Regions from separate parts of the Mus musculus genome. Here region 2 is linked to region 1. Evidence: chromatin contacts called from public Hi-C data. All regions are on one chromosome and are shown on one strand. The core of a region is the stretch at or near the end of the contact, and the rest is flanking DNA. Distances in the headings are between cores, read along the strand shown.

Region 1 (6,799 bases), core at 1,389-3,888:
AAGTGATCCAGGGGCTGGAAGCCCTGAAGAATGAGCACAACTCCATCCTGCAGAGTTTGCTGGAGACGCTGAAGTGCTTGAAGAAGGATGACGAGAGCAACCTGGTGGAAGAGAAATCCAGCATGATCCGCAAGTCCCTGGAGATGCTGGAGCTTGGCCTGAGCGAGGCGCAGGTATCAGCGACTCAGTTAGCGCGCAGCAACCCCAGGACCACGTTACTTTGAGTGTATGGATCTGACAGAGATGAGGACAGTGGATTCGTATACGCTCCCCCGAAGGCCCGTGGCTCTGTCAGTAAAGCCAGTTAACATTCAGCACTCTGGCTGGCCAGTGGTGGCCCACAACTGTAATCCCAGCACTCAGGAGGCAGAAGCAGGCAGATCTGTCTGAGTCTGAGACCAGCCTGGTCTACAGAGCAAGTTCCAGGACAGTCAGGATCACACAGAGAAACCCTGTCTTGAAAAACCAACCCACCAACCCACCCACCCCTCGGCATCTCTGCATTGGAGCTGGGCGTCGTCCCTAGTGTTTTGCTTGTACAGTTAGTGAATGAGCAAGAGGCAGACTTCTGCATCACCAGTTTTGTCTTTTATAAAGAAAGGTCACCACCTAGATTCATTCCAGTTTAAAATTTTCCATCTTCACTTTGGTATATTAGTTATAAACCACAGCTTCTCTTGTGTTAAACTATTCTGGGGAGGAACCCAGGATCTCATATGAGCCTATTGTCTCCCCCAAGTTCTGTGGTTTTTATTTGTTTGTTTTTTAAAATATGTTTTTATATCTATATCTATATATATATCTCCATCTGCCTGTCTGTCGTTCCACCCATCTATCCATCCGTCTGTCTATCTATGTAACTTTTTTTTTTTTTTTCCCAAGACAGGGTTTCTCTGTGTAGTCCTGGCTGTTTTGGAACTCACTCTGTAGACCAGGCTGGCCTCCAACTCAGAGATCTACTTGCCTCTGCCGCCCAAGTGCTGGGATTAAAGGCGTGGGCCACCACCGCCCGGCTCTATGTAACTGTTGTGACAAGGTCTCTTTCTGTATAGTTTGGCTATCCTGGAACTCTATGAAGTTCCAAGCTGGCCTCAAACTCACAGAGATCTGCCTGCCTCTGCCCCTGCCAGGTTTAAAGGCCAGCACTACTTTGTCAGGCTTAGCTATTTTGTGTGTGGTGCGCACATTCTTGCCATGCTCTGCACGTGGAGGTTAGAGATCAATCCATGGGAAACTACCACATGGGTTCCAGGGTCGGACTCAGGTCACCAGGCTTGGTGACAGGCTCCTTAACCTGTTTGCCCACCTCTGGTTCTGTTGTTGAAAGATGGTAGGAATGTGGAAACATTTTTTTTTTCTTGTTAGATGATAGGTTTTAATCAAGAAAGTAAGAAAAAGCCTTCCTTCTGGTGTTTCATGTTTTATACCTAGGAAGATGGTGACCCACTTACTATGCCGTGACCGGGACCAGTAGACACATGGTCTGCAGAGGACACAGGCTGAAGCCCCTCTGCCTTCCTCTGCTCCTTTTTGTCTTAGTATGGCTGGAAGTGTGCGGTACTTTCAGTAGTTGTTGGTAGCTACGGGATTCTTCCCGAGCCTTAGTGGCGAGGACGACTTACATGCTGCCCTCCCCTACCTGCACTGTAAACGGAAATGTGCAAAGGTAGGCTGGCGGTCCACGTAGAAGCGGGACGCATGAGAAGAGGAGATGCTCTCACAGAGTGGCGGGTTGTAGATGTTCCAGGCTATGGTCCTGTGTCCTGTGACACTCACTCCAGTGTGATCTGTGCCAAGCGTAAAAGGAGGAATAAAGGGCAGATCTTGTTTATGTGCACACACAGAATGTTTTTTGTAAATGTGATTTGGAACCGCAAGGCACATGTGTGTTCCGGGCTCTCCTCCAAAGGCGTGCTGCAATGTGTAAACGTTCTCTTCTGATCAGGTGATGATGGCGCTGTCCAATCACCTGAATGCTGTGGAGTCCGAGAAGCAAAAGCTCCGCGCTCAGGTTCGACGGCTGTGCCAGGAGAACCAGTGGCTGCGGGATGAGCTGGCCAACACGCAGCAGAAGTTGCAGAAGAGCGAGCAGTCGGTGGCGCAGCTGGAGGAGGAGAAGAAACACCTGGAGTTCATGAACCAGCTGAAGAAGTACGACGACGACATCTCCCCCTCGGTGAGTGCTCGGCCACGCACGCCTCGCTCTGCTCAGGCCGTGTCCAAAGGCTGTCTAAGAGCAGATCTTAGCCAGGTAATCCAGTAACCCCACGTCTAAATCGTCGCTCTGGGAGGCAGGGGCAGAGGGGCAGAGGGGCAGAGGCAGGAGATTTGCTGCAAGTTCAAGGCCAGCCTGGTGAGTACCAGGCCAGGCAGAGCTACATAGCGAGAGCCAGCCTGGAAGAAGAACAGAGTATAAGGCTCCTTGGTGCTTCTGCCTGGGCACTGCTCTTGAGCTGTGCTCAGAGGTTGGATCTAGTGACCGGTGTTTGTGCTCAGAGCTGCAGGCTCGGCTTTCCAGCAGACGAGGAGGACTTTTCCTTGCGCTCTTTTGCTTCCTGTGGCCTTTTTTGCGTTGGGTGGGTGCTTGCTAGTACTGGCTTGGTTCGTAGGCGGCTCGTGTTGTGGTGTGTTGTGTAGGCGTGTGTCGGTGATGGAGATGGGACGCAGGCCTCTGCCTATGCAGATGCTTTCCACTGGGCACAGCCCTGATCCTTGTCCCCTCTTTGGCTGTCGCATCTCATTAAAACGGTTGTTTATCTCCCATGGTCTCTGCGTCTTTGAAGGATGCATTATTCATCCCTAGGGGGTGTTTTCACCGTGAGATTTGCTTCCCTGTTCCGCTCTGCATTGGCAGTGCTGTCACCAGTGGTGATGCGCATTTTTTCCCTCATCAGGCCAGGCCGTTGGCTTTCCTCACTGTCTCTGCCTGTGCACTGATAGGAATCTGTTGGAGTTATGATGTAAAACTGACAGGCCCTTAGCTCCTCTGGGGGCCCTAGTTCCCTCCTCTGTAGGAATGGCATGAGGGAGCTCCTCCCCCCTGTTGCTTTGGGAATTATAAATACACCATTTTTTTCCTGCCACTAATTTTGGACTTCCAGCAAGACTTTGCTTTTCTGCTAGAACTTCACCTGAACACAGTCAAAGAATCTAAGATCTAGAAATGCAGTCAGGATCTGTCTGTCTTTTCAGGCAATGGCCTACAGTTTCCTCACTTCTAATCTATCAAACCCTCTTTGGCTCCTTTTATTTGTTTCTTTTTGGGGGGAGGCAGGGGGTGGTGGTGGATAGGGGTAGTTACCTACCCACAGGCCTTGCTCAAGGTAGGCAAGTTTAGTAAACTCATTGCTCTTTACTGAGCTGCTGGGTAAGCCACACTCAGATCATCATACTCTTAACTGTAAAAAACTGGCTATCTTGTCTGGTCTGTAGTAAGTAAAAAGGAATTTTATGTTAAGAGGTTTGCAGGCGGCATGGGGGTTCTACAGAGTGAAGGATGCTCTGGGTCTCTTGTAGGAGGACAAAGACTCTGATTCTTCCAAAGAGCCGTTGGATGATCTCTTCCCAAATGACGAGGACGAACCAGGACAAGGAAGTGAGTAGCAAGGATGTGACCGTGCCGTTAAATGTGGAGTAGTGTGGGGCTGCTTCCTCTCTGAGGACAGTCCTGCCCTGGCATACTTAGCTTGTGAGAATTATATATATATAAGGTCTCACATGAGAATTATATATATATATATATATATATATATATATATATATATGAGGTCTCACATGGTAGCCCAGGGTGGCCTTTTTTTTAAAGATCAAAAATTTTTATTTTATGTGTATGAGTGTTTCATTTGCATGTATGTATATGTACTAGGTGGGTGTCTGGTGCCTACAGAGGTCAGAAGAGGGTGGCAGAGCCCCTAGAAATGGAATTACAGCTGGTTGTGAGCTGCCATGTGCGTGCTGGGAACTGAACCCCAGTCCTTTGCAGGAGCAGTAAGTGTGTGCTCTTAACCACTGAACTATCTTTCCAGCCCTAGACCTGAGACTCTCCGTTCTTTTGCCTCATCCTCTCTAATTTTGGGATTATAGGTGTGTGCCACCATAGCTGGGAGATTGCCTCTGTCTTTCCCAAACTTTACAGTAGTTAGTGCGTGGTGTGATGTTAGTTAGTATATAGGCGTGGGTCTTTGCAGGGTTAAAGAAGTCAGAGGACCTACCCTTTCTGCCTTCCCTTGGAGGAATCCTGTGGTGGTGTCAGTCCGCAGCACACTGTTCCCCACGGGCTGTTTCTCTTGGCTTGCTCGTGGGTCCCCAGGAGACTATGGGCTAGCATATGCACTGACTGGAACTAGGGTGCTGTCCATGTGTTAGCCACTCTGTCCTAACCACGGCCATGTACCTTCTCTGCAGTCCAGCAGCAGCACAGTAGTGCTGCGGCCGCCGCCCAGCAGGGCGGCTACGAGATCCCTGCAAGGCTGCGCACGCTCCACAACTTGGTGATCCAGTATGCTTCACAGGGGCGTTACGAGGTGGCGGTGCCACTCTGCAAGCAGGCCCTGGAGGATCTGGAGAAGACTTCCGGCCACGACCACCCCGATGTGGCTACCATGCTCAACATCTTGGCCCTGGTGTACAGGCTAGTCTTTGGGTTACTGCATTGAACTTTCTGAGAGGCAGAGTGTTTCATAAGCCTCTATGAAACAGCTTTCCAGCCTTCCTATCTGCTTCAAACAGCCAGCAGTTGATCTAGAATGTTCAGCCAGCTTGGTGGCAGGGCTCTCGCAGGACCAGCCAGGTGCTTGCTCTCTGTAGCTCCGGGCCAGCTCTGCCTGAGTAGCCATTTTGCCCTCTGCACTGACCAACTCAGTCACTTCGACTTCTTTAAAATCAGTTTTATTTTATGTATGTGAGTGTTTGGCCTGTGTGTTTCTGTGTAATTACAGGAAACACACTCACACACTTAATATAAAAAATTCCCCCCTTAGGATAATCTCCTGAAATGGGTTCTCTTTAAAGCTTTGTTGGTTCTCCCAGCTGCTCTGTAGAGGGGTGGTGCCCTTTGTGCTCCTGCCACGGTGCCCCTGCGTGGGCAGTGCAGGTTCTTTCTTCCTTCCTGTCAGGGAGTGAGTGAGGTGTTGCACTGTGCCTTTCCTTAAGTGGATATTTAAAGTCCTCTGCACTCTCCTTGGAATTTTACTGTAGGGATTTACAGTGCTCTAAAATTTTCACTTTTAATCTAAATTTCCTGGTGGGCTTCAGTCTCACTGTGCTGGGCCTGATCCTTGGTCCCCTGACTAAGCAGGTCTAGGGCAGGTCTGAGTCTCTACAGACTTCTGGCTTCAGCTGACTCCTGCTGGCAGACAATCTCTATGACCTACCCATAGACTCTGTCTGTCCACTTCTCTGGACTGCCTCGAAAGGCCAGCACTGCAGTCAAAATTGCATTTTAAAAAGGTTCAGGCTGACTTTTGTGGTGAAGTAAATTCTTTGTATGCCTGAACCCCAGGCGTTCAGTCCTCAGTATCAGTAATGGCTAACTAACTAACTAACTAACTAACTAGACTGGTGGGGTTCGTGACTGACCTCCAGCTGAACGAGGACTGTGTGTTTCGGTTTAGGGATCAGAACAAGTATAAAGATGCAGCTAACCTCCTGAACGACGCCCTGGCTATCCGCGAGAAAACCCTGGGCAGAGATCACCCCGCGGTGTGTATACATACCCCTCCTTCCAGGCCTTTACAGCTTATTTTCCCAATGCATTTTTGTCCAGCTCATTCCAATGACGAGCTCAACGGGGAGGGTCTGAGAGCCACCTTGTCCCAGATGGTACCGGTAGGGCCTGCTCAGGTAGTGACACTCACACCTTCGGGTCCCCTCTGATTTGTTAAGTCACCTCCTCAGATCACTGGCTCACTTCACTTTGATCCAAAATCAAGGCGCATGGCCTCTAGATTTGTTCTTGAGAATCTGTGCTGTCTTCTTATGTGTCTGCTCAGATGTGTACAGAGATCTGATTTGGTTGCCTTTGTGGCTTTGAGAAATTGAAGAATCAAGATCATGTTGATTGTTTAGTTTCAGTGGTGCATTTTGTAGTGAGTCCCTCTGATCTGCTGAGTGTCACCATGCATGTGGGAGGATCTGGGACTCCCCTCATGGCCACTCTTACACTGGCTCCTTGTGGCCTTCTGTCTTGGCAGGTGGCAGCGACTCTGAACAACCTAGCAGTACTGTACGGTAAGCGAGGGAAGTACAAGGAGGCGGAGCCGCTGTGTAAACGAGCCCTGGAGATCAGGGAGAAGGTGAGAGGCAGCTGCACTTCTTCACTGAATTTAGTTTTTCTCTGTCTCTCTGTCTGTCTGTCTGTCTGTCTGTCTGTCTGTCTCTGTCTCTCCCTCTCTCTCGGGGAATGACATCATTTTAAGGTTTGAGAACCGAGCACAGCGATATGTTATTTACTATCTGCTTACTGAGAGTAACTCCCAGAAAGGCAGGAAGGGGCTTCCTGTGTTCAGCCTTGCCCTTCCTGCTGTTGACCAGGGAAGTCCTGAGTAGCAGGGGAGTGCAGCAGTCTCTGCATTCACTGATGGTGTGCTCTTGTCATTAGAGATGCTTCAGTTTGACATTAAGTTACTCTCAGGTGCACTGGCACACGCCTTTGGTCCCAGCACTTGGGAGGAAAAGGCAGGTGGATCTCTGTGTGTTTCATGCCAGCCTGGTCTACAGAGTGAGTTTCAGGACAATCACGACTTCACATGGGGATCCTATCTCAAAACAAGAATAAGTTTACTGGAGCTAGAAAGATGTC
Region 2 (7,620 bases), core at 430-2,929, 73 kb after region 1:
TAACAGGTGTATTTGAGCAAATGGGGCTGGCAAACAGTTAAAGATAAACAACCAAAAAGTAAATATACTGATGACTCCTCCTCCCCCCACCCTCCCGCAAAAATGCACTGTCACCTGCTCTAGAGAAATGGAAGTAGTAATAGAATCTAAAATGCAAATATTCATTAAAAACCTTCCATGTGGTTCGCCTATTACCTAACAGTATGGTGCATATGGGCTGGACATAGAAAGAAGTGGAGCTGACAACTGGCCGTATACCCTTCCCACATAAGCCGCAGAATGTCCATCAGCAGGTGCTAGGGCACTCCACCTCACAGATGGGAGAGCAAGCAGGAGCAGGCAGCATACAGCAATGCAGGCAGCCCGTGCTCTTAGCCCGTCACATAGAACACAACTCACTAAGCTCTGCCATGTGCAAGACGTATCCTCTCAGTCGTGCTCCATGCACTGTGCACATATCCTTCAAGTCCACACGCTGCGTATGTGAGGACTCTGGGAGAGGAGCCGTGGGAGAGGTAAGGACAGAGCAAAGGAGGCAGCTCATAAAAGCAGCAGAGCGCCATTCTAAAGGCCTGGTGTCTCGCTGACCCTTCCCTTCTAACCCCTCAGATCCTCACTACCCACTTCCTACTTCTACATTTACACACACACACACACACACACACACACACACACACACACACACACACACAGAGAGAGAGAGAGAGAGAGAGAGAGAGAGAGAGAGAGAGAGAGAGAGAGAGAGAGAGAGAGAGGGAGGGAGGATCCCTTTAAGTTCCGGCACTTTTTAACCTCTTACAATTGTTTTCCTAATTTTGGAATTTAATTTTATGTATATGGGTGTTTTGCCTGTATCCCTCAGAGGCAAGAAGAGTTCCAGAGTTGTGAGCAGCCATGTGGGTGCTGGAATTGAAACTGGGTCCTCTGAAAGAAAGGCTCTTAACTGCTGTGCCGTCTTTCCAGTTCCAGCCCACATTCTACCAGCTCTGCCTCTTCCTAAACTCTTAAGATTATCTGAGCGTACACTAAGCTCCGGGAACATAGACTCAGAGTCACATACATATCTGAATATTATTCTTTTATCCAAAGATCCTAACGGAGCAATGTGGAACTAGTCGTCCCCCCCCCCCTTTTTTTTTTTTTTTTCGAGACAGGGCTTCTCTGTGTAGTCCTGGCTGTCCTGGAACTCACTTTGTAGACCAGGCTGGCCTCCAACTCAGAAATCTGCCTGCCTCTGCCTCCCAAGTGCTGGGATTAAAGGAGTGCGCCACCACTGCTAGTCTCTTTTTAAAAAAGAGAGATTTTACATTAATTAATTAATCCTGACACCATGGACAGTCAGGATAATTTAAAAAGGCAGCTCTTTCCTTCTCACATGTAGATGGAAGATGCTTTCCCCAAGCATCTTTGCCCTCAAGCATCTTGCCAATCCTTAAAAATGAGGTTTTTTAAACTGTCAAGTTATAGATACTTCCACTTTAACACAAACAAGTTCTACCAAAAATAAAGTCCCTCCTGTACAGGCTGCTGGAGGAGCAAAACCAGCAGCTTTACTTAGCTGCGCCCTATTGGCCCACACTGCTGATTGCTACAGGGCCATCAACTGCTTTCTGACAGGAGGGAGCTGAGGCCTGCTCTGTGGAGGGAGCTGAGGCCTGCTGTTTTACGTTAGTCACAGGCCCTGGAGGATGAGCTAATCCTGCTGTCTGGCTGCTGGACATCCTGTGACCATCACACTGCCTTCTAAATACGTGGTTTATGTCCGGAGGCCAGTGCTGCTGTGTGGAGAGTTATAATTGGCCCAATGCTGAGAACAAGTGACAACAGAATGCCTGGCTGTAAATATCTATCTATGCCGCCCAGATCAAGGCTCAGGGACATCATGAACAGTGAGCACAGACGGTGAGAGCTGAGGACAGAGGAGTGCCATGGGATCCTGACTCGGGACACGGCATGCCTGCTGAGCTCTTGGCCTCACAGTGGATCTGATTACTTGTACAGGAGCTGCATGGGAGTGGCCGGTCAGCAGCCTGTCAGGGATGGGTACGGGTTCACCAGACTACACAGTCACTACAGTAACTCTTCCGCAAGAGTTACTGACAGTTAATGGTTGCTGAGGCAGAGCCACCGCCCATACTCCTGAAGGACTATTAAGATTCCCTGATAGTCTCACAGATAGGGAGATGGACCAAGTTAGATGTGGGAAGCCACATGTGCCGTTGCAGAGTGGCACTGACTACTGCTGGCCACCACGCATAAGTTTGGACAAACAACCAATGTGTACATATGCAGTAAAGTTTTTTGCAAAGACACTGCCTTGCCCGGGCATGATAATGAGGTTTTGAGAGTATAACCAATCAGATGTGAGACATGCAAATGAGGTATGATAATGAGGCTCTGTGAGGTACAGAGAGAGAGTAGCCAATCAGATGAGGAACATGCAAATGAGGCGTAGTGCATAACCAATCCGGGTGTGAGACACGCCTCTCCTAGGCCTATATAAGCAGCACCAGCTCTGGGCTCAGGGTCTCTTCGCCTCTGCAATCAAGCTCTCCCAATAAACGTGTGCAGAAGGATCCTGTTGCAACGTCGTTACTGCTGGCCAGTCCAGCGCGGGCAAGAGTTAGATAGTAAAGATGGTGAACTTCCTGTGGGTACTGACTATGGACTGGTCGGTCCTGCAAGTTCAAGGTCAGATCTTTACCCCACAGCTATGGACCCATCAGCCTCTCTGTCATGGTTCAAACTCAACAACCCTAATTGAGGAAGGAAGACCTCCTTCAGAGACCCTTAGAACCCTCAGTCCTCCAGGAAAGACTCGGGGGCGGGTGTGTGTGCGTGTGTGTGCGCGCGTGTGCACGTGTGTGTGTGTGTGTGTGTGTGTGTGTGCGCGTGTGTGTGTGTGTGTGTTCACCCCTTACAGCCTTTCTTTCAGCGTGTCTGCTGTCTGCTGTCTGAGATCAGCCGCTACCCCTGCTGCCCCCTGCTGCCCCTGCCGTGGTTGAGAATTTTCTCTTTTAATCTTTACCTGGCAGAGAAGATGAACCCAATCAAGACCCCTAGACAGTAACAGGAACTGTCTCAAAAAAGAGATTTAATCTAAGCTCTCAGTGTAGTGGCCTCTAACTGTCTCCGGAGGCCTCTGATCACTCCTGCTCCCTCCTGCAACCTCTGGCACCAGTCTGATGCAGCTAACTTCACACCCTCTGATGACTGATGCAGCTAACTAACTGCACCACCTCTGGGGACTCTGATGCAGCTAACTATCTGCACCACCTCTGGGGACTCTGATGCAGCTAACTAACTGCACCACCTCTGGGGACTCTGATGCAGCTAACTAACTGCACCACCTCTGGGGACTCTGATGCAGCTAACTGCACCACCTCTGGGGACTCTGATGCAGCTAACTAACTGCACCACCTCTGGGGACTCTGATGCAGCTAACTATCTGCACCACCTCTGGGGACTCTGATGCAGCTAACTAACTGCACCACCTCTGGGGACTCTGATGCAGCTAACTAACTGCACCACCTCTGGGGACTCTGATGCAGCTAACTAACTGCACCACCTCTGGGGACTCTGATGCAGCTAACTAACTGCACCACCTCTGGGGACTCTGATGCAGCTAACTAACTGCACCACCTCTGGGGACTCTGATGCAGCTAACTATCTGCACCATCTCTGGGGACTCTGATGCAGCTAACTGCACCATCTCTGGGGACTCTGATGCAGCTAACTATCTGCACCACCTCTGGGGACTCTGATGCAGCTAACTGCACACCCTCTGGGGACTCTGATGCAGCTAACTAACTGCACCACCTCTGGGGACTCTGATGCAGCTAACTGCACCACCTCTGGGGACTCTGATGCAGCTAACTGCACACCCTCTGGGGACTCTGATGCAGCTAACTGCACCACAGCTTACTTTGGAACCTTGCTCTACTTCTGCTGGATTAAAAACACCACAAGAGGGCATTGGATTCCATTCCATTCCACATGGTTGTGAGCCACCACGTGGTTGCTGGGATTTGAACTCAAGACCTCTGGAAGAGCAGTCAGTGCTCTTAACCACTGAGCCACCTCACCAGCCCTCTGTTGTATTTTTAATACAACTGCTTTTTTGTTTATATTTCTTTCTCTAAAACAACCTGTGAAATCTCAGCAGAAGTTTAAAAGTTACCTTCACTAAACATCTGTGTTAAGTGTCTGCAAAGCTAAAACAAACAACATAGGATTGGTTTAAAAAGAATAAGTTCAGAAATTCTACATTTGACCAGTAATCCCAACAGCCTCTGAGTAATTCTTTTTTTTTTAAAGATTTCTTATTATATGTAAGTACACTGTAGTTACCTTCAGACCCACTAGAAGAGGGTATCAGATCTCATTACAGATGGTTGTGAGCCACCATGTGGTTGCTGGGATTTGAACTCAGGCCCTTCAGAAGAACAGTCGGTGCTCTTAACCACTGAGCCAGCTCTCTAGTCCTGAGTAATTCTTTAAATTGTACATTTTATACATTTTTTTTCTGTATGGATAGTTCACAACAAAAAAGAAACAAAAAGAGGAGCTGAAGAGATGGCTCAGAAATTGTAAACACTTGTTCTTGCAGAAGACCTGGATTTAGTTCCCAACACTCACATGGTGGCTCACAACTGTCTATAACTCTGGGTCCAGAGGATCTGATGCCCTCTTCTGGCCTCCATGAGTACTGACATTCATGCATGCAAAACACTCATTCACATAAAACAAGCAAACAAATATGTAACGAGAGAAAATGTGAGCTAGCCAGTGCCAGGCACGGTGAGGATACCTATAATCCCAGCAGGCAGACCTCTATGAGTCATTCTAGGATATCCAGGGCCACAGAAAAGACCCTGCTGCAAAAACCCAGTGAATGTTGATTCTAATGAGAACCATAAGCAAAGTACCAGCAAGTGACTGTTTCCAAGATCATAGCTGATAGGACACCCAGAGCTACACTCATGGTAACCATCTAAATACAAGATCAAACATATTTATTTTAAATTTCTAATTAGTTTATTTTATGCATATGGGTGTTTTTCCATTCGAAAAGCTTCACTGAGCAAAGAGAACAATCACCAGAAGGCAGAGCCTTGGGCAACAAAAGGAACACAAAGCTCGCATCTGCCCTCAGGCTTTGCCTGTCTTGGCTATGGCCTCTAGCAGCTGCTGCAGCCACTCACACACAAGTCTGCACAGAGACTGGCTTCTCTCTCAGGAGCAGGATGTGGTTTATATGGCAGACTGACATAAACTGTTCCAAGTTGCCAAGTGCTCTGCAGATTACAGCATCCACATCCCACCCAGCAATGCGTTCGGATTCCTGCCTCTCCTCTCCACACCAGATCAAGCTTGCTATGTGTACCTTTTAGCATCGGATGTTCAAATGATTTTGTTTGTATTTTCCTGAACATTAATGATGTTGAACCCAATTCCATGTGCTTAACCAGGCATTCATGGATCTCCCTTGGTGAACCCATGCCCAATTCTTAAAAACTGGGTTATTTCCCCTAACCAAGAAGTTATTTACAATTGATACCCACTGGCTAAGGAAAATCAGTTTTCTCTCACTGGGTATATCAACAGCTCTACAGGGCAGGTCATGCTCCAAACACAAAATAAATGCCACTTTTTTTTTTTTTTTGGTGAACTTTATGTTGCACTTTGGCATTTTTGTCTTATTATTTTTTGTTTGTTTTGTGGGTTTTTCCCCCATTTGTTAAGAGAGAGGTTTAAGAGAGAGAATACAAAGTTAGGTGGGTAGGATCTGGGAGGAGCTGGGGAGGAGAAATACATGATAAAAATGTATAAAAAATTTTAAATAAAAACACGAATAAAACTTACTGAGTTTTCAGAGTTCTTTATCTTTAGTGATAAGTAATTAGCATAGGTTAATTGTCAAGCATATGAGTCTCAAGTATTTCCTCCTGGACTTTGTCTTTTTTTCCATTACAAATATTAAGACTACCTGATATGTACTAAACAACCAAACAGACAAATAGCTGTTTGAATATAGCTGAAGACAAATTCATTGGCTGAAAAATGTCTCTATTAAAGAATGCAGAATACAACACAAAGCAAAAGACATTTAAGAGCCAGGAAGAACAAAACAAGACCGGTAGCTAATCAAGATCCAACAGGAAAAAGGGAATGGAATGTCTATAGGGACCTTTGTAGAATTATTAATAGATGCTGATCCTCAGAATCAATAAGTCTGACAAAGTCAGAATAAAGTTAGATGGCCTCACTCATAAACAGGGGACTACTTATTCCTAATTTCCCTATACCCCAAATCCACTGAATGAACGCAGAGAGCTTCCTGAGATCATGCAATACCCATACAAAGCAGTGTAAGAGGAGACGACACTGTACAGGAAGGAGCAGCTGGGGGCCAGATGCACTGAGCAAAGCCTGAGCCGGAGGTGACCCTGGACGGCATCCCAGGCAGAGGTGTGGCAAGAACTGCTGGCAAGGAGAAGAAATAACAGCTATCCACCCACAGCAAGGATCGCAGACTAAGCAAAAGCTGCTTCAGAAGCAGGTGCATCCTGGCCTGACCCCACCTCTGTGTTGCTGCTAGAGTAGCGAACGTAGTTTCCTAGACAGCTGTTACCTGACATGCAATAACCACGTCCTCAGTACCACACGGAAAACGAACACTGAGTGACCTCATTAGTAACTGTTTCCAAAAGTCAATCTTGACTTTTATATTCAGCTGATCAAGTGTCAGGCAATTTAGGTGAAAGGACAGTGTGTTTTATCAAATGATAAAACAATGCAAAAGAGTGGATTTGGGATTCTACCTTATACCATACCCAAAATTAGCTCAAAATAGACCATGGCCTAAATATGGGCTACACTTGTACCAGTTACAAGAAACAGAATCAACTGGCCTTGTGGGAGTGGCTTTTTCAGCAAAGCTGGACTAAGGACAGCCAGGACTCTAGCAAGGATCATGCTTTTCCATGCACTGTGTCCTTTCAGAGTAGTGAGTCACGCTGATGAGCACTCGTACTCAATCAAAGAACCCATGATCCTTAGAGCAGCACACAAGGCACACAGAGTAACCAAGTCTTTATAGCAGTCACCCACCACCGAGACCAGCCTGTCCCACTGACTTGCAGGCTGTAGAGCAGCTAATGGGTGTGACTCACGTCCAGCATACTGTCTTACTCCAAACACACCCTTTCTCCCTCAAGCTGATACCTGATCTCTTTCTTGTCTCAGCTCACAGCAGAACATTAAAGATACAACTGCTCCATCCGGAACCCAGAAATTGTGGGGAAGATATTTCTAACATCTTGTTAATTTAAAAATGCATGTATACGTGCTTTGGAGACAATGAAGTGCTTCACCGGGCAGTGCATCACAGGGTTAAAAGGCAGGGATGCATGCTATAAAGCTGCTGGTACAGTCACAGTCACATAGGAATGTCTTAGATCCCATGACATACAAACCATCTTTGATGTGATGCTTGCAGCAATGTAAGTCTGAGATCTCGACAGGATCTCAGACTTTCTTCTAACTACAAGCTCTTTAAAAGGAACAAACACACTTTTTAAGAAGTTATTTTATTTTATGTGTCTGTCTCGTCTGCCT

The links. Hi-C and Micro-C count contacts between places; a contact is called where the count stands out from the background.
Region 2: a Hi-C map of cerebral cortex shows a contact between it and region 1, with 1.5 times the contacts expected there. The contact joins two enhancer-like sites. A contact is called at or near these places in 5 of 39 promoter capture datasets (the HPC-7 cell line, embryonic stem cells, hippocampal neurons and 2 more), 2 of 15 datasets of contacts at CTCF or cohesin (embryonic stem cells and large pre-B cells), 26 of 484 Hi-C or Micro-C datasets (CD8 T cells, the G1E-ER4 cell line, LSK cells and 10 more), 8 of 115 datasets of contacts at active chromatin or transcription factors (T-cell acute lymphoblastic leukemia, double positive thymocytes, embryonic stem cells and 1 more) and 4 of 9 other capture datasets (adipose tissue, embryonic stem cells, liver and 1 more).

Annotation. Positions count from the first base shown.
Region 1 is chr12:111,772,408-111,779,206 of GRCm38.p6, forward strand. Klc1 (kinesin light chain 1) reads left to right here. Exons shown (of 16, transcript NM_001025360.2): 2 at 1-173; 3 at 1,946-2,176; 4 at 3,517-3,595; 5 at 4,405-4,630; 6 at 5,613-5,700; 7 at 6,192-6,293. Among named protein-coding and RNA genes, the nearest start is that of Klc1, 17 kb to the left of the region's middle. Within about 2 kb of position 2,639, at least 8 of the 459 cell types and tissues checked have an H3K27ac peak or open chromatin away from gene starts, as enhancers often do. A contact at or near this core is called in cerebral cortex, where this site is marked.
Region 2 is chr12:111,846,727-111,854,346 of GRCm38.p6, forward strand. The region is part of intron 4 of Ppp1r13b (protein phosphatase 1, regulatory subunit 13B); the gene reads right to left. Among named protein-coding and RNA genes, the nearest start is that of Zfyve21, 36 kb to the left of the region's middle. Within about 2 kb of position 1,680, at least 61 of the 459 cell types and tissues checked have an H3K27ac peak or open chromatin away from gene starts, as enhancers often do. A contact at or near this core is called in cerebral cortex, where this site is marked.